Regions from separate parts of the Mus musculus genome. Here region 1 is linked to region 2. The links are chromatin contacts, called in public HiChIP or PLAC-seq maps. All regions are on one chromosome and are shown on one strand. The core of a region is the stretch at or near the end of the contact, and the rest is flanking DNA. Distances in the headings are between cores, read along the strand shown.

Region 1 (2,852 bases), core at 21-2,520, 340 kb after region 2:
CTTCTCCCTATTCTATAAGTGACAAGGCTGATATGAAGTTAGACAATGTGTATAAAGTCACAGGGGACTTGACAAATGGATTTTAACCTGGTCTGTCTTACTCCAGAGTCCATGTTCTTAAAAAAATGCTACAGAGAAAGGAAAAAAAAACAAACTTATTACATCTTACTGTATTTCAGGTACTGGTATATCTAGGTTCATCTGCAGAACATTAAATACTTATTCTTTGCAACAATTCAGTAGGCTGACACTACATTTATACCCCATCTTCTTCTTCTTCTTGAATATAAGCAACTTGCTCATATTGTGTGCTTACACAGTGTGCTAGTCACAGGCTAGCACATTGGATAAGAAGCTGGAATGATCAGAGTAGCTGTAGAGCAGCAGAGAGAGGAAGGGGGAAGATGCTGCATCCAGATGTCATCAGTGAGAGCCCAGGCTTTGCTCCTGAGATTGTCACCTTGGGATAGAAATGGTGTCAGCCCATGTCACTGCTGAGTCTCAATCGGTCAGAGACCTTGTTCCTCCCTGCATGCTCACAGGACCACAAAGTTCTCCGGTAACTACAGGACACTTCTAGCAATCTCAGCTTTCCTCACATCCTGTTTGTGTTTCTAGTGGGTTATCTGGGTCAGACTCAAGCTTGCTCATCAAGAGTTCATCCCAGTGACAAATCAGAGGCATGTTAATTCTTAATGCATGGGTGGATTTTCTCTGAAGCTATACTTTGGTGAATCAGGAGATCTGCTTTTTGTTCAGAGGCGAAGAAGCACTAATCTCAGATGATTGTCAAAAAAGTCCCTTACAGAGGTCTGAACTTTGAAGGCCTGATGATTGTGACCTTGGGGCCAAAAGAAAAATGAATTCACCAGTTATGAAGCAGACAAACACATAGCCACAGAGTCCAGCCTAGTCTTAATGTGGTCTTTAGGGTGAACAGTAAGCTGCAATGGCATGCTGTCTGTTGAGATTAAGCCACACAACTGTACCCCTAATCTTTGTCCTGAAATGGGGCTGCCCTCAGCTAGTAAATGAAGCACAAGCTTTGCTCTGTGTCCCTCTGATACTGCAACTTGGTTGATTTTCCAGGAATAAACAAACCTGATCTCCTACCCATGTCTATATGCAAACTATTATCTCAGGCCTACAGAGAAGTAAACGCAAACCTCATTGTGTCTAAACACTGACCAGATGTGTGACAAACTTACTTTAATAAAGAGCCTTGTGATTCACTAAGCAATAATGCATGGTTCTGCTGTTTTAAATTACCTTTGGTTGGCTTGAAAAATCCATGAGCTGTTCTCCTGGAAAGACGTCAATGCAATAGCAGAGTCTGGAGTCATGGCACAGCTTTCGAGCAAAGCTTTGCTGTGCTTAAGGACAAACCATTCAGGTAAGGACCTTGAAAATTTCTTAGCCTCAATTGTCACTTTACATTTCTTATGTAATCTTCCTCATGTCCCACGCCCTGTCCATTTCACTGCCTTGACACCTATTATTTCATATACAAAGTTCATACTGAAGAACCACACAACTGAGTCTTCCACCTTTAAGGCTGGGGCCGGCATTGCTCTCAATGACAATGTTGTGAAGCTCATTTCCTGGTTTGATAATGAATATGGCTATAGCAACAGGGTGGTGGACCTCATGGCCTGCAATGGCCTCCAAGGAGTAAACCCTGGACCACCCACCCCAGCTAGTACACTGAGAGCAAGAGATAGGCCCTCGGTTGCTGAGGATTCCCTATCCCAACTTGGCCTCTAACACTGAGTATCTCCCTCACAATTTCCATCCCAGACCCCCATAATAACAGGAGGGGCCTAGGGAACCCTCTCTACTCTCTTGAATACCATCAATAAAGTTCACTGCACTCCCAAAAAAATTCATAATATTTTAGAAACATTTTGTATTGGGATGCATCCACAGCTACTCCAGGCCTCATGTGGTCTGAGGCATCTCATAAGCCATAGAATATAGCTCTAACACTATGTCAAACATATAGAATATATATGTTAAACATATAGAATATAGCTCTACCACTATGTTAAACATGTTGGAGTTTAAAAGTCAGGAAGATGGAGAAGTGAAGGAAAAGATCACTAACCATGATATAAATGGCATAAATAATATTATAGAAGCATACTCAAGGTTTAGGTGATATTCTGCTTAGGGTATGCCAACCCTATGTAGAGTAACAGTTTCTAGCCCTATGTACCAGGGAAAGACATCATGATGGTGGGAAGATATGATGGATGAGAGTTATTTCCTACATGACTGGCTAGAAAGCTAGCCAGGAAGAATCCAGGGATAGCATACCCATTCTGATAGTTAATATTGTCAACTTGGCAGGCTCTAGAAACAAATCTTCTAGAGACCTAGGAGACAAATCACAGGACCTATTTATGAGAAAGTTTATAGGCAGGGTTATTCAAGGTGGGAAAGTGTGGTGGTTTGAATATGCCTGGCCCATGAGAAGTGGCACTATTGGGAGGTGTGGCCTTGTTGGAGTAGGTATAACCTTATTGGAGGACAGTGTGCCACTGTGGAGGCAAGCTTTAAGGCTCCTATACTCGAGCTCCCCCTAGTGCAGAAGGGACACTCCTAGCTCCCTGGGGAACAGAGTTTCCTCCTAGCTGTCTACAGATCAAGATGTAGAACCTTGGGCTCATCTAGTACCATGTCTGCCTTCCTGCTGCCATACTTCCTCCCATGGTGATAATGGACTGAGTCTCTGAAACTGTAAGCCAGCCCCAAGTAAGTGTTTGCCTTCATTAGAGTTGTCTTGGTCATGGTGTCTCTTCACAGCAATGAAAGCCCTAACTAAGAGAGAAAGCACATTCTAAATGTGGGTG
Region 2 (2,700 bases), core at 135-2,634:
GAGAGCAGCGAGTGCTTCTAACCGCTGGGCCATCTCTCCAGCCCCATGTAGTCTTTCTTTGCTAGATTTTGGAGTTCATATTACTTTCACTGCACAGGCAGCCTATGAAGGGTTTTAAATGATTGAAGTATAACTCAAAACCAGTAGTTCTTAACCTATGGGTCATGACCCCTCTTTGGGGGTTGCATATCAGATATCCTGCATATCAGATATTTACATTATGATTTACAACAGTAGCAAAATTATAGTTATGAAGTAGCAACAAAACAATTTTATGGTTGGGGGGTCACCACAATATGAGAAACTGTATTAAAGGGTGGCAGCATTTGGATGGTTAAGAACCACTGCTCAAAACCATCTCTCTGGCTTTGCAAAGCTGCAGCTTCTCTACCCAAGTTTCTCCCATGTAATATCACTGGCTTTTCAACTGGCCCTCAGATCCTGCCTGGTCCATATGCAGGCAGCTCTCAGCCTCAACCATTGGCTCTGAGGCATCATATTTCTCCTCTGTTGCTCTTTGGCCCACTGGGCTTACAGGTCACCGAGACTAACTGAATGACAGCCTTGTTCAGATTTGTGGATATAAGCCATCTAGCCAATTGGAATCATTTGGAGCTGAGAAATAATGTTTTTTCCTTCACAGACTTTTCTTTCCTAATAGTTGCAAGTCACTCTTGACTGACATTAGCATCTTGACTCCACTGGTACATTAAAACGGTAACCTCGGCACCTCCTTAAGCTATAGTAAGAGAAGCAGACATTGCTGTTATTGGATCAAATTTATTTTGTGGAGATGAATTTAGAATGTAGAGGGATTAGAAGGTGTGAGGGAGGATACTGCTTCAGCTCTCTCTTCTGAACTCCCTTTAAGCCAAAAGGAAGCCTCTCTGAGAAGCCCCTCATTGCCCTCATGACTGGGAGCATCTTTCCCCTGAGGAGAGGCTGAGGTGACCATGCCCTCCTTATCTGCTGGGAGCATCTTTCTCCTGAGGAGAGGCCGAGGTGACCATGCCCTCCTTATCTGCAGTCTTTTCTGCTCTCAATGTTTCACTTGCTTTCTCTGTCAAAAGGCTCACAGCGACCCATCCCTACCCCTCCCTATGAAGAGAAGAAAAGTGTGAGGTTCTACTCTTCTTTAACATCTTAGAAGAAGCCATATCAGCAGAATAAATCCACATCTGCCTCTCTCTGTTACAGGGCTTTGTAGCCACAATGGTTCCCATGTATGACCAAGCTGGCTACCCCTGCGTGTGGGAAGGCAGTGGAGAAATTTCTGGTCAAAAAGTACTCCTGAGAGAGTGAGCAGATTGACTGCAAGGGGAGGTGAGTCAGAGCTGATTGCCACGATATGAGCCATCCCTCAGGTCATATTCCTTCAGTCATAAATGGAGGCTGGAACACACTGGTTGGGGTTACCTAATGGTAGTCTATTTTGGTTGCTGAATGAGCAACGCCTAGGCAGATTGTGACTCACTTTGGGATTCATCCAGATGTGATGCTTTAGGGTACATGGTAGGACTAGCTGTGATGGAAATTCTAACTGTGGATGCCTCACTGAAATGTTAATTTGGTCAGCCCTCTATGCTACAGGCTACAGCGGGTCTCTTGTAGATGCCTCTGAGGAGCATCTGTGGTTCTTTGTGTCAATGTGCGCAGAGGATTAACTCGGACATAATGGGACCTTTGTTTTCACCAATGCTCGTAAAGAACAACTGCCTTGAGCAAATGAAAATGTATGTGGCGATTTTGTGCGTTTCTAGTAATGACTGTGGCTGGACAGAGGGTTCTTAGAGGTGGCCATGATGTCCCTGCAGGTCAGGGATGACTTTTGGATGATTAATGAAAATCTCTGTAACCAGGATGCTGGCTCTGGGGAGATAAAGGAGAGAGTGATGGTGCAGGCTCTGGGGAGTTCAAAGTGCTTGAAAAGGTGTGGCTCTCTCCAGGGCCAGGTGCCAGGGAACCTGACTGGTTCCAAGGAGCTACAGTCATTTCAGGGAAGCATGAGCAAGGCCAGCTGCTCTGAAGTGGGCAGAAGACAGTCAGAATATGAATGCTCCCTCCTCATGGGTCCTCCTGGAGCCTCTGGCCATTCTGACTGGGACAGGGGACACTGCCCTCTCAATACCTTGTCTCGTCACTGTATGGTCCCTTTCCTCCAGTTTCACCCCGTCTTTGCCCTGTTCTTGACACAGGGTCCTTAGGATACTACCTGCTTGGCCATTAGCTCTTTTCAGTCTCTGAGAAATTAAATCCCTTTGCAGATCGCTAGGCAAGATTCCACACTCCAGCAACGCCCCTCCTCCCTTACCCTCATCACTGGGTAAGTAAAGCCCTTAGGTGATTTCTATGCTTGGTCTGACCTAACACTTGGTACTACAGCAACCGTGGTTGCTCTTTGAATTTCCCCTTGCCATCTCTGTAACACACTCGAGAGTTTGCATGAGGAATCTGAGTTTTGGGAGATTTATTTTGCAAAGACCAACTCCCTATGTCAGGGTCAAAGGAATCCTGACTCTCAGGGCTTGGAGCCTGGGTCTCTATCTACTGACAGGCAGTAGCTTTGCTTGGGATCCAGTGAAGAGTCAAAGTCCTCAGACAGCCTGTGCCTTGGTTATAGTGAGCGCGGGGGAGGAGCCTGGGATAGGCTGACTTGTGTTCTGCCTTGGCAGCTCTCTAGAAGTGTCTTCACGGGTGAGA

What was found. HiChIP or PLAC-seq counts read pairs in DNA pulled down with a chosen protein or histone mark.
Region 1: an H3K27ac HiChIP or PLAC-seq map of the NIH/3T3 cell line shows a contact between it and region 2, with 2.4 times the contacts expected there. The contact joins two enhancer-like sites. A contact is called at or near these places in 1 of 484 Hi-C or Micro-C datasets (nephron progenitors) and 1 of 115 datasets of contacts at active chromatin or transcription factors (the NIH/3T3 cell line).

The regions. Positions count from the first base shown.
Region 1 is chr1:183,916,606-183,919,457 of GRCm38.p6, forward strand. No RefSeq gene overlaps it. Among named protein-coding and RNA genes, the nearest start is that of Gm34130, 19 kb to the right of the region's middle. Within about 2 kb of position 1,271, at least 35 of the 459 cell types and tissues checked have an H3K27ac peak or open chromatin away from gene starts, as enhancers often do. A contact at or near this core is called in the NIH/3T3 cell line, where this site is marked.
Region 2 is chr1:183,572,442-183,575,141 of GRCm38.p6, forward strand. No RefSeq gene overlaps it. Among named protein-coding and RNA genes, the nearest start is that of Gm33973, 20 kb to the left of the region's middle. Within about 2 kb of position 1,385, at least 73 of the 459 cell types and tissues checked have an H3K27ac peak or open chromatin away from gene starts, as enhancers often do. A contact at or near this core is called in the NIH/3T3 cell line, where this site is marked.